2 separate regions of the Gossypium hirsutum genome follow, and region 2 is linked to region 1. A link is a contact called in public Hi-C data. All regions are on one chromosome and are shown on one strand. The core of a region is the stretch at or near the end of the contact, and the rest is flanking DNA. Distances in the headings are between cores, read along the strand shown.

Region 1 (7,379 bases), core at 1,753-4,252:
ATATTCTTTATTGTAGTATTTACTATTAAAATTTAATATTGTTAGTCTTGCTTCAATAAGTATTTTATTAAAGAGGAGTTTATTTTTGAAAATGTCTAAATCATTTAGGGAAAGTTTTTCAAAATGCAAATTTCTCTTAAAACTTTTTGTTATATAAAAAAGGGAAAGATTATTAGTTTTGATGTCCCAAGTTTTTTATACAACAATAAATAAGATAAATTTTATTACTAATTAAGTCATTTAATGACTAAACATTTTCAAAACGTGTTCAAAGACTTGCAAAGCACTCAAAAACATGGTCTAAATGAGTTTCAACTTAACCAAATGTTTTCGAGGCAAATTCGAAATTGCTTAAATGTTTTTAAGACATTTTGATAGTTAGGCATTGATACTAAGGGTCTAAGTATCAAAACATTGTAAGTCGATAGCCTCAGAAACAAAATGAGAGGCCACGTATCGGTACCCAACTTGTAGCTATCGATAACTACCCTATAGGTATTGGCACCTAGCCTTGTAACAACTATAAACGACTACTTTTGTGAAAGGTATCAATATCTTCTTAGTATGTATCGATACTTGAGCTATAGGAACACTTTTTCAACCCAAAAATAGTTTTATTTTCATCCCAATGGCTCCAAACGTCCACAAACTTATTCCTTAATATAAATACAAGTCAAGAACAATTCAAGACTTATAAGAGAGATAACATAAGAGAAATAACTTCATATCTTCTTTCTCTTGTACATATTCTTTTAAGAGATTATTGTAATATCTTTCATCACTTTTATTTCTTTATATTTAGAGCTCAAATTTGCAAAAATACATTTATTAAAGGTTGATTATTTGTTTGCACTTTCTTTTTGTAATTAAAGAGTGTACTTAAGGTTTTGAGATAGAAAACCTTAAAAGAGACTTAAAGAGTACTGGTTGAAGTGAAAAAGCTAGAGGGTTTTAGTTAACACTTAAAAAGTAAGGGAATGTTCTATATTAGTCTTGTAAATTGGGAAAATCTTTAGTTGAAGTATAATAAAGTAGTGGAGGTAAGGAACTGAGGCTAAACTATTATAAATTCAAGTGTCCAAACTATTCTCTCTTCCTTTTTTTTTAATTTAAAAAGTTTGTAATAAAAAAAAATTCAAAATTTCAATTTACTATCTCTTATTATTGTTGACCCTAACATACACAATAAGCAGTACAACAAAAAGAATTCACTTATTACTAGAAAAAAAAAATACAAATGTTAACTGTAATTGAAGTAATTTCCAAACCTTTTTTTTCTAAAAGATTACCGAAAATTTTTTAGATGGAAACAAAGGATAAACCTTCTTTTATAATATAGGCCTAGACCTTTACATCATATAAGCAAACCAAAACTCAACTTAGTAACATTAGGAATAAATAAAAAACAATGAAAATATCCATTAAGTTGAGATTGCTCCTCCAAAAAGGTAATCTAAAAAGATCAAGGTTGCATATGTACTTGTAAATGGGACATCTCCTGTAGAAGATGAAGTGAATTGAGGCTACATGATTTTTTTCTTTCTTTCTTTCTTTTGGTACAATGCCATTACACCCTTATTGGTGGTTGCATAGGGTTAAGTTAAAAGGGGAGACAATATGGAGCCAACATAGCTTTGACCTTTGAAATGTTTGGTAATTTATTAGGTATACATAGATTTATGTATTTGTATTTTACATTAAAGTTTGTCCTTCAAAATAAATTTATATTTTCGTTTATAAACTAATATTATGTGTTATAGGTTGAAAAAAAGGTTAAAATTATATTATTGCTTTTGTTTATAAATGACCACTCAATTTATTTTCAGTATTTTAATTTAAAATTTTTGAAATTTGTGAATATTACTTTCAACCCAAATAAAATTATACTTGGTCTATGATTATCCAAAAAAAAATAGAATATTTGAAAATAATTTCCTTTATATGGAAGAAGCATTGTTAGAAGTTTTACCTAATTACAAGTTTAAGGCTTAACTCTCAAACGGGAGTTAACATTATTTTTTTTCCAATATTTTTTCAAATTACATTATTAATTATTATATATATATATATATGGATGTATATACGTATTCAAACATGATGAGAGTTGAAACGGATAAGAAATATTTATAAAGGAAGATTAGATTCCATTTGACATAAATATTTTGGGTAAGTTATAAAAATAGTCATTTTTATTTGTCTCATATTACATTTTAGTCATTTATGTTTGAAATGTTACATTTTAGTCACTTACGTTATCGTAAGTTCCATTACCTCCTTAATGACAGTCCTACATGACAGTCCAAATGAGTTTTAAATGTCAACTTAGATATCCAACTGGGATGAGAATAGTTCTTTCAATCAAAATGGAAAAGAAAACTAAAAAAAAAGGAGAAGACTGATTTTTTTTCCAGTTTAAGGTGTAATTAATTTAAAATTTTTAATTAATTAAATTTACTTCATTAAAAATCTATTTTCATTCCAATTGGATATCCAAATTGGCATTTAAAAAAACCTATTTAGGCTGCCATGTAGGACTGTCGTTAGGGAGGTAACGGAGCTTAATGGCAAAGTGACTACTTCGTAACAAATTGATAACGTGAGTGACTAAAACATAATATTTTAAATATAAGTGACTAAAACGTAATATATGACAAACAAAAATAGTAATTTCTTTAGTTTGCCCAAATATTTTTTTAATCTATGTTAGTTTAGTTAGTTGAAGTACTCTTAAATTAAGCTTGATTTGTTTTAGAGTAAAATAAGACTAATTTACTTGGTTTAGTAGAGAATATAAATGCTGGCTTTAAAAAAAAATTGAACTAATAGTTAAGTTGAGTAAAATTATAATAGTAAAACACGAGGTAATGATGAGAATAATTGTAACAAAATTTTCCATGTATCCCAATCCCATCATCATTTCTCCAGCGTCCTACCCCACCCCCATGTATTATTTTTAATAGTATAAACAAAAAAACAAATAGTTTTTTTTTGTTCTTTTAATTTTCCAATAAATAAATTGTGTATTTTAAATAGCTCAGCCGCCCCGAACATCCACCCATGTTGCTCTCCCTCTCCCACTCCCTCTCCCTCTCCCTCTCCCTCTTTCTAAAGTTTTCTCTTTTCTCTGTCTATCAAAAAAATATATATATCCCTATCGACAAAAACCCACACCACTTCATCGAGAGGAAAGAATCTCTCAATACAAAAACCAATTACAGTAACCTCCTCCGTTTCTTTCAAATGAAACCATCATCTAAATCCCTACTTATTTCTCTAACTACTACTTCTTCTTCTTCTTCTTCTTCGTGTACTTGATTCAACAACATACTTGTTTATCCAAAAAGAGAAGATTTTTCTTTTTGTATTCCTCTGGGAAAACAACCCTAAAATGAGTAGCCTTGACGAGTCTTTAAGATCTCTCTCCCTCGACTACCTCAACCTCCTCATCAATGGCCAAGCTTTCTCTGATGTAACTTTCAGTGTAGAGGGTCGGTTAGTTCATGCCCACAGGTGTATTTTAGCTGCAAGGAGTCTCTTCTTTAGGAAATTCTTCTGCGGACCTGATCCTCCAGCTGGTTTAGACCCGGTTGGTTCGAGGATGAACCGAGGAGGCGGATCAACAGCAGGGTCTAGGCCCGGTGTTATACCCGTGAACTCAGTGGGATATGAAGTGTTCTTGCTATTGTTACAGTTCTTGTATAGTGGCCAGGTCTCTATTGTGCCTCAAAAGCATGAGCCAAGGCCTAATTGTAGTGAAAGAGCGTGTTGGCATACACATTGCACCTCTGCCGTTGATCTTGCGCTTGACACTCTTGCTGCCGCTAGATACTTTGGTGTTGAACAGCTTGCATTGCTTACTCAGGTTTCCCTTCCCTTCCCTTCCCTTCCCTCTCTTCGTCATCAATCATCATCAACATACCCTCACAAACTACTTTCCTTCTCTCTCTTTTTCTGCTGTCTGATTCTTGATTCTTGCGTCTGTGGAGTCTTGTTACTCTTTGTGTTTTGGGTTTTTGGGTACCCAGACAATAACTAGGCTTTGTTTTTGGGAAGTGTAATTTAATCTTTTTTTTTATTGAAGGGATTTTTTGTAATCTTATGAACATGAAGATGATGATCATCATGATCAAACCGGGTTTCTTTTTCTTTTAACGATTAACTAAACACCTTTTTGTTCTACATATTTCCGATCCTCATTTCCATGTTTGTAAAATAGTTGGATTTTATCCTCTCAGTTCATTTAGGAACTCTCTTTTCTGCAAAAACACAGAAAAAAACACAGAATTTTTAGTATTTTTTTTTCGTTATTTTTTCTGCAGTTTTCTTCTACAGCGCCTGATTCAACCATCAATTGCTTCAGTTTTCTTTCACTGTTTTTCTTCATCGGTCATCTTGACTTCTCCTTCTACAGGTTACAGTTGATGTTGAAAAGATTTACTATTTTCTTGCGAGTAAAAAAAATGTTGTTCAAATGATATTCATTGTCAAATAACCCAAAAAGCAAAGGGTTTATTTAGATGTCATGTACAATCATATTTTCTGGTTTTCTTGAATTGGGTTTCTTCCATCTAAATGCTACGCACCAAAGGCTTTCTAAATCTAGATCTTGATAATCTCTGGTAATGGCTTCCCTCGTAAGCACATAAAATCTTTCCCAAACACCCATCGCTTTGTTTAGCTTCAACCAATGGGAACGAAGACTCTTTTCATTTCCATTTACCAAAGCTGACGCTCTTGGTTCTCTTCTTTTCACAGAAACAATTGGCCAGTATGGTGGAGAAGGCCTCAATTGAAGATGTTATGAAAGTACTAATAGCTTCAAGAAAGCAAGACATGCACCAACTTTGGACTACTTGTTCCCACCTAGTGGCCAAATCAGGTCTACCACCAGAAGTTCTCGCCAAACATCTGCCCATAGATGTGGTGGCCAAAATCGAAGAGCTGCGTCTCAAGTCATCTCTAGCAAGACGGTCCTTAATCCCTCATCATCATCATCATCATCATCATCATCACCCCCACCCCACCATGATCTCACCGCAGCTGCTGATCTTGAGGACCAGAAGATTCGAAGGATGAGAAGGGCATTAGACTCTTCGGATGTTGAACTAGTCAAGCTCATGGTGATGGGAGAAGGTCTGAATCTTGATGAAGCTTTGGCTTTACACTATGCTGTTGAGAACTGCAGCCGGGAAGTAGTTAAGACCTTGTTAGAGCTTGGTGCAGCTGATGTTAACTACCCGGCGGGGCCTGCGGGAAAAACCCCACTTCACATTGCAGCGGAAATGGTATCACCAGATATGGTTGCGGTGCTTTTAGACCACCACGCAGACCCTAATGTAAGAACCGTTGATGGGGTGACTCCTTTAGACATCCTTCGAACACTAACTTCGGATTTCTTGTTCAAAGGTGCGGTGCCGGGGCTAACTCACATCGAACCAAATAAGCTTAGGCTATGTCTTGAGCTTGTTCAATCAGCAGCTATGGTTATCTCGCGTGAAGAAGGGAGCGTAAATCCACCAACTTCAACTGCAATTTACCCACCAATGAGTGATGAACATAATAGCAGTAGCAGTGGAAACAACCTTGCTAACCTCAATTTGGATTCAAGGTTGGTTTATCTCAATCTTGGTGCTACAGCTTCAACTCAAATGGGATCAAGAATGGAGGGTGATGATGATAGCAGCCACAACAGTCAAAGAGAAGCCATGAATCGACATGACCCAACAATGTACCATCACTCTCATGACTTCTAGCTCCAACACTTTCTTTCTCTTTCTTTTTCTCTCTCTATATATCAATCTCATTCTCTCTCTCTTACTCTCTCTCTCTCTCTCTATATATATAATATAAAACAAATGGATGGTGAAAGACAGGCAAAATAGTAGTTCATGGAAACTCATTCATGAGAGATTATTGGATCTATATATTTGTCCGTCCTTTGATTTCAATCACTAGCCTTTTTCCCTATGCTGTGAGGGGTGTTTTTTTTTTTTAAATTTCTTTGTAGGCTTTCAATGACCCATGACAAGAAATGCAGTTTCATTGGAGATGTCATGAGCTTTTAATTTTTTTTTTCTCTCATTGATTGGGATGCGACAAGGAGGATCTGAGATTTGCTCTGTGGTGAGGGGAGGGAGGTGATGAGGTGAGACGCAGGTCAATCTGTCAATTCCTCTGTATTTATTCATAGTATCAAAATATCATGCCCTATTTCTCTCTTACCTTTTCTTTTTTTTCTTGTCTCCCCACACGACCACACCCACCTTTTTTTTTTTTGCACCACTTGCATTTCATTCTATGTACAACTACTTCAAACATATACATACACTATATACATATGTCAGTAAATAAATGATAAAATTCTTCACGGTATAAAGTAATTTAGTACTATATGTACATGTAATTATAAGTAAGAAAAGATATATAATTAAGAAGGGAGGAGTTTGGCTTGTATGGAGTGGTGGGGTTATCTTGGGCTTGATTAGGCTTAGTTTGAACTACACATTTTTATATTGAAAGAAATGAGCTGTCTTTCGGATTCCCTTTTTTTCTTTTACATATCTTTTCTAGCACTCAATGGGCTTTTGGAGAAGCTTAATTGGCTATATAGGAGTGGTCTAATTATTTTTGTAGAAAAATCACAAGGCAATGGACAAAATTGATTGGTTGTTTGTCTTGTATGGATGCAACATTTGAGTGTGACCACACAGGACAGCTTAATAATATATTGGTATTATCTAAATCTGGATTCCCTCCATGTAATCCTCCTTTTTGTCCCCCTTGCCATTTTTGGCCTCCGATACTAACAAAAATTTACAGCTAAACCATAGATTTCTTAATATTAATTCTTTTGTCTCAACCTCTGGGTACGTAGGTCAGCACATCCCTGGGGCTACTTCACTTTCCACTATATATATATATAAATATATAAATCTAGAATTGAACTGGTTTCATTTCACCAGCATATAGATGCAGTTTCACTCGCAAGCGGATCTCCTAGGAAAATCCAGCATCTTCTTGGTTCTCATTCACTAGTTGCAGAAAGGTGCAAATGAATACATTCTGATTCTCGTATGAAAATGTTGAAACTAACACATCGAGCTGCCTATATATCATGTTCATTTTATACAACAATTATAAATGTTTTTTTCTTTGGTATCTCAAGCCATGAGTCAGCCGTTGAATTAAGCACGTTTATTAAATATTAATTTAGGCGGCTTTCTTTGTTTCTCTTTGCCATTTGTGATATGGAATAATCTTTAAAGACCTATATATTTATGGATATACACACACCCCTATGGACTCCTACTTTTATTGAATGATTAATGACTAAATTAGCATTCTCGGTGTTATCCCGTTTCTAGGTGTTCTTTGTCTTT
Region 2 (6,997 bases), core at 2,116-4,615, 130 kb before region 1:
AAACAAGTATGTTATTACAATCGTTTCATGATTGGTCTTTGAGTATACTCTAACATACCGCGCTTAGTAAAGCTCACACTCGTGTTTCAAATGTTTTCCAAAAAGATAGTGCTTCTAAGGAGTGTGAGGTGGACAAGTGGGGTGATCCCTACAAGGCATAAACGTTGAGTATGTGATACTGGTGATTGAATTTTTAATAAAGGCAGTATAGGCTATTTTGTGGGATTAGCCTTTCTTATGAACTGTTAAAAATAACTTTAGACTTTGTTTTGTCATTATTTGGATGTTTTGGATAATGTTGATGATGCATGATTTGTTTAGTTGATGTGGTGTGTTAAAATTGCATGTAACATGGCTACAAAGTGATAAAAAGGTTAAAAAAATATTCTGAAAGTTTTGGCATGTCTAAAATGACCAAATGGTACAAAATACATATGTAGGATGCTTAGGAATCATAAGCATGCTGATATGGTATGTTGTGTAATTGAGTCGTAAGTTAATAGTCGTATGCTAGCATAAACATTTACTTGAAGTGTCAAATTATGCTATTGTGTGTTATGGCATGTTTAAGCATGTTTTAAATGGTGTTTGTAGGATATATGACTTGTTAGAAATGAGAAATAGGCCAAAATGCACGAAATGGTATGTTTGGCAGTGACTAAAGTTAAAAATTGTAGGTTTCTGGACTGTTTCTACAAAAGCTGTAGTAGATGTTATGATGACATTCGAATGTTGTTGCGACGAGGGATCGACATTGGGACATCCTTTGTCATGTCATCGGGATGAAGGGCCTCCTCCAGGTCATCTTGTGACAAGGTGAATCACGTTGTTGAAACGTGACATATTGTTCGTTCATGGTTGGTTTTTATATCATTGCAATTTAGACCTAAGTTAAACAATGCAATTGGAGTCCAAAAAGGTTATAAAATATCTTGAAAAGACACATACCTAAGGTTTAGATGTCTAATTTCCTACATTCAAAGACAATTTAGTAATATGGTTATTTTTTATATTTTATCTTTCTTTCAATTTGGTCCCCAAAACACTTGTTTTTAAAATTAAAGGAGAATTGTTGATCAGATTAAACCGATTCTTTCAAAAATGTGTCTAAAAGGATTTTAGAATTAAAATGTAGTTCTAAATTTTTGTTATGTGCTTGTTCGAATATTAGATGTGAAATGACTATTTCGCCCCTAATTGCAGTTGAATGATTTATGTTAGATAAAACATGCTATTAGGTTTTGTTGTTCATTCATGATCATGTATGATTTAATTGCATGTCCATGACTTTTGCTATCAGTCAGTGATGTGTTTTGAATCACTTCAGTAGCTAATATGACGTTTTGGATTCGGGTCAAACCATCCTGATTAGATTTAGGACACCATATTTGAATTGTTCTAAAACAAAATAATTCTAGAGAACACTAAAAATATGAAAGAAAGAGAATTTCATATTGTGTAATTTTTCCATTTCAAAATTGCACCAAACAACACAACTCTTCCGCCAGTAATTCAATTTATTTTAAATACCGTTTGAAAAACAACATTTAAATGTAGCTTTATTTCAACGGCCAAATTTACATCTATTGTAGTAGATCCTAAACCTTTCCACTAATTCATATATATATATAGTGTGTGTGTGTGTGAAAATGGTTGGTGTTAACCGAACCATTCCCACAATATAATATATTTATTCTCATCTCATCTTTATATTTTGCCCTTTCATATATTTAATATTATATAATATATTAAATCATAAAATCTTTTCTAAGATTCTTTTAATTGAAAATAAGAGATTATCCTGGGATGCAATGTCATGCCTACTTTCAACGTGGGATGAAATGATACATAAGCATTTTTCTAACTTAGATATTATTTGAAAATATTTTATAATGTGACTACATTATAGGACGCACATCTCCTAAGATCGCCTGTAGAAGCCCTCTCTCACCTCAAGAGAGGCCATGTTTCCTCACTCTCTCGCAAAGCATATCCAACTTCCTTCTCTCTGTTGCTTATCTCTTTCCTTCACTTCCTCACACCTCAATTCTCCACCACCACAGTACGACTTTTCGCTTAATATGTCGAACTATTTTCATCCCTCACGCAACTTTTTGTATCAACAAGACTTGTGAAAATCTGGGGGGAAATATTTAGTTTGTATATTCAACTGTTCTATGATCGACCGTCCAAATTTTTTTTAAATGGTCGATAACTAGCTTTCCTTGAAGTTGGAAACTTTGAAGAGAGAATGTACATAGGATTAAATTATTTGGGTTTTTATTCAGGGGGTTGAGAACATTGATTCGTTATAATTATCATGTCAACGCTCCTATTACAAAGCCAACTTAATTTGAACTACAATGTCATACTTGAACTGGTATATGATCTCTTATACCGTGCTCTTAACATTTTGCATTAGTGTGTAATAGAAATTCCAAATTCCAAAACAAGTGTCCCGCATGCAAGAATGCCGAGGAAAGGCGTGGTGACAACTGAGATACTGTTGTTGGATGAGACAGAGGCAAAAACTCCCTCGTTCATACTAACGAGAACCATTGCTTTCGCTGACACGCACTTAGCTCCAACTCCCAGTTTAAACTGTAGACTCACACAGACATTAATATACCATCAATAAAGGGTTTTTACTTATAGACTCTCTCAGAGGTTGCAGTCTTCTTTTTTTTTCTTTTCTCTTTCACTTTTCTTCAGGGACCACCAAAACAAAGCGATAGTTTGATGAAAGGAAATTAAGTGAAACTGTTCTAAATAAATAAATAAATAATCCCGATGGGCAAAAGGAATGAGAGAGAATTGATGGAAGAGACGTGTAATATTTTCTTTTTATCTTCTATCTCACTGGCTGATCTTTCTTTCTGTTTAAGACAATGTCCTTTTAACGTCAAGCAGTCATCAAAGACTCTTCATTAAAACCAAAACCAGAGAAAGAGAAGGGAGTTGTGTGTGTATGTCAGATAGTCATAGTTGGGACGTGGGAGTCAGTGCCCCCTATATTATTTGCCCAAAGGAAAATATATATGTATATAATAAGATAAAAGAAAAGGCCTCTCTGCCCACTCGTGGAGCATAGTGCAAAACAGTTTCAAAGTATACTAAAAAACAAACGATTGGACAAGGAGTGATAATGGTTATTGACTCGTGCCGGTGGGATAAAAGTTATTAGGCGCCAATGAGACCGTTTTCTTCATGATCGTACGGTTTCTTAGCCGTTTTTTTTTTGGGGAGGGGGGGGGGGTGTGGGGAGAAGGGGGGTAAAACGAGCTCTCCCATCTCTTGCCCTGTCTTTGCCTGTTGGGTTGCTGGCTGCCTTGACTGAGTTGCCTAAGAGGCTGACGTTGAGACTGGGACTAAGGCATGGTCGAAAGGTCAGGTCAAATGTCTACATCATTTTTCCCCTTTCACATGTAAACCTTGTCTTGTCAAATCATCAGCAAACCTTACGTATTCCCCTGCCTATTATCACTTATTTACAATGGAATTATATCTATATAATAGAAACAAATCTTTTTGGAGCATTTGTAATCAGTAAGGCTGATCAAGCAATTTTAAAAAGTTAAATAGGTAATCGAAGTATTTCAAAATTAACTAAATTTATATAAATTTATATTTTTTTATTAAATCTTTATTTTTTTATATGTATTTTCATCTCTCAAGTAGAGTTTAAATTCACTATTAAATTTATTTATTTATTTTTACAATTTTAATATTAAATACATAATATCTTAAGCTGTCAAGTATATACATATTTAAAAGTTCACTATGAAATCTCCCAAAAAGAGTTAGGTAATGGATTAAATAGAGGTAGGATAGTCTTTTTAATTCACTATTAAATTTATTTTTTTATAATTTCAATATTATAAAGGGTAAACGATAAAATAGTCACTTTTATATGCTTTAAATTACATTTTAGTCACTTTGAAATGTTATGTTTTAGTTACTTATGTTATTATTTTGTTACGAAGTGATAACTCTACGTTAAGTTCCGTTATCTTCCTGACAGTACTCCTACGTGGCAGTCCAACTAGATTTTAAGTGCCAATTTAGATTTCCAAATGGGATAAGAATAAATTTTTAATTAAATAAATTTAATTAACTAAAAATTTTAAACCCTAAATCTTAGTTGAAAAAAACCGTTCATCTCCTCTATTTTTTTTAGTTTTCTTTTTCATTTGACTAAAAAAAACTATTATCATCAGAATTTTTTATTCAAATACAAAAACAAAAGAGGATCCAATGGAAGGTCCAGGTATGTCTTCTTTACCGACAAATTTATATTCTAAGACTTAAAATCAAGTGGTTGTCGACAAATAAGAAGATGGTAATCATTTTTGTTCCTAATCATATATTTTCTAATTCTTCACGGTACTTGAATAGTTGGTTTCTCAATCCGATTTTTTCTTATCTGAATCGACTTGTTTGTTCACAATCCCTTTGTGGGTATTCCATATTTTTCTTTCTTACTGAATTTGTGCTAATTTACCTTGCAATCTTTTTTTTTTAAACAGATGGAACTAATATAAAAAAAAATTTACATTATCAATTATCTATTCTACTGCATCTGTTTTGGCTTTCTTTGATTAATTTCATTTTAGATGGAATTATTTCACTTATTTTTCTTTTCTTGTATGTGTGAAATCATGTATGGAAACTCGTAATCTATCACTCTATCGTGTGTACTATTGTTGTTGTTGATATAGAATGAATTCAATTTGTATACTTTATTTAGAAAATGAAAATCTTTCTTATTAATAAATACGAGTGCTATAGAGAGTTGCCAATATGGAAGATTTCATAAGTAGTTTACCAAATGAACTACTTTTCTACATAATTTCTTTACTTCCCTTTGAATATGCTATTCAAACCATTTTTTTAATCAACCCGATGGAAATTTCTATAGAACGTAGCATTCATTCAACATGGCACCAAAGAAGATGTTCCCTGTAACACCCCCACGCCCAAAACCGTCACCGGAGTCAAGCTTGAGGTGTTACTAAACTTATCTTACCTTTTAAACAACTCTAAACCACTTATTTTAATTTTTGGAATAAACTATTTTTCTGCGTCATGGTTGCTTAAAGATCCATTTCTCGAGTTTCAAAACTCAAAATTTAGATCCGTAAATTTTTCCTGAAACTAGACTCATATATCTATCTACTAATTTGTTTCTAGAATTTTTGACTTGGCCAATTAGTACAGTTTATTAGTTAAAGTTTCCCCTGTTTCAAAACTCGACTGCACTGACCTCTTCTTACTACGAACCATGTTTCTTCCTGTACAAAATTCATATGACTAAGCCGTTTGTTTCACTCAAAACTAGATTCAACAAGGATTCTAACCATATAAATTACACCTTCTAATTAGTTTTTTAAAATTTATGGTGAATTTCCAAAGTTGAAACAGGGGATCCAGAAATCGCTCTGACCTTGTTTCACTAAAACTCAGATATCTCATAAAATATAATACCTTTACCTGTTTTACTTATTCCATAAGAAAATATACATAATAAGCTTTAATTTCATATATTATTCATCTTCAAACTATGTTTCTACAATTTTTAGTGATTTTTCAAAGTTACGTCATTTCTGTTACTTGAATCTGTTTTTAGGTTACTTTCACATTTTTCATAATTTTCATGTGATAATCATCATTCAATCATACATATTAATAAACAAAACGTCTAGTTATACCAAGTTATTTCTTTGATAGTGTGATCGGCCTCTGACGTTTCCTTCGATCCCTGAGTGACTAGATAAGTACTATAAGAAGAAGAAAATAAAGAGATTAAGCACTAGGCTTAGTAAGCTTACAAGCAAATAAATCACAACATTCAACATAATGGATAATTATGCATAATATCATCTAACATCATAAATTTCTTTACTTCTCACTTTCTATCTTCTTCTTTATTCCCTTACCTTCATTCTTACCTGACCTTTCCTTTTTCATAAGTATAATCTACTTTTCCTTTGCTGTTAATTCACTGTAATTTAACTCGTATCCTGACCCGTTGAACCACTCGGAATACTAAGGATACTAGGGTCGTTCCTGTCTATCAATATACTGCCAATGCCATATCTTTGACATGCACTTACATGAATTATTCCAGTCTCCAATGCCATATATAATATGGACTTACATGGCTCAATCCTGTCTCCAAAGCCATATTTCTAATAGGGACTTACATGGCTCATTTCTGTTCTGTCCTGTCAACCCTAATATCCTAACATTCCTAGGGTTCAACCGGGGCTTTCTAACACTTTTCCTCTGTCACTTCACCTTAAATTCGACTTTAAATATTTTCATAACATAATATATAAATGCTGGAAATTGACAATAATAATGTAAAATAAAATAATATTGCATTTATTTACTGTAACTTACCTTGATACAAAATGTGACTAAACTTTACAATTTAGTCCTTTACTTTTTCTTTTCCCCGATCTACTCCCGAATTTCGTTCTTCTTGATCTATAATAGCAAATTTAACTTATTTAATATTCACATTTATTAAAACAGTCCTTGACCCAACTTTTACAAAATTATATTTTTACCCCTAAACTTTCACATATTTGCACTTTTGCCCCAAGACTCGTAAATTAAACTTCATCCTATTTTCTTATGTTTTATGACATGCTGATCATTTTTCCCTTCTATGGCAATATCAAAATCACACTCTAACATATACTTATGACTATTGGTATTTTTTTCCAATTTAAGCCATTTTACTCGTTTTCACTTAAAACCGAGTAGCATAAGTTGTTTAACATAATTTAAAACCTCATATTCTATCATAAAACACCAAAATACACAAATTTCAACCATGGGTATTTTTCCAAATATGAACCCTAGGTTGAATTATTGCTAGAATAAGCTTAATCAAGTTACCGGGACTCCAAAAACGTAAAGATGATTAAAAACGGGGCTTGGAATCACTTACTATGAAGCTTGAAAGTTGAAGAAACCCCAGCTATGGAGG

The links. A called contact is a pair of places that touch in the nucleus more often than the background predicts.
Region 2: a contact with region 1 is called in a Hi-C map of leaf, with 1.7 times the contacts expected there. The contact joins two enhancer-like sites. A contact is called at or near these places in 2 of 34 Hi-C or Micro-C datasets (both in leaf).

What each region holds. Positions count from the first base shown.
Region 1 is chrA01:114,132,349-114,139,727 of Gossypium_hirsutum_v2.1, reverse strand. It overlaps the pseudogene LOC107921097. Among protein-coding and RNA genes, the nearest start is that of LOC107921863, 6.4 kb to the right of the region's middle. Within about 2 kb of position 3,002, at least 5 of the 9 cell types and tissues checked have an H3K27ac peak or open chromatin away from gene starts, as enhancers often do. A contact at or near this core is called in leaf, where this site is marked.
Region 2 is chrA01:114,261,444-114,268,440 of Gossypium_hirsutum_v2.1, reverse strand. No RefSeq gene overlaps it. Among protein-coding and RNA genes, the nearest start is that of LOC107921217, 20 kb to the left of the region's middle. Within about 2 kb of position 3,365, at least 2 of the 9 cell types and tissues checked have an H3K27ac peak or open chromatin away from gene starts, as enhancers often do. A contact at or near this core is called in leaf, where this site is marked.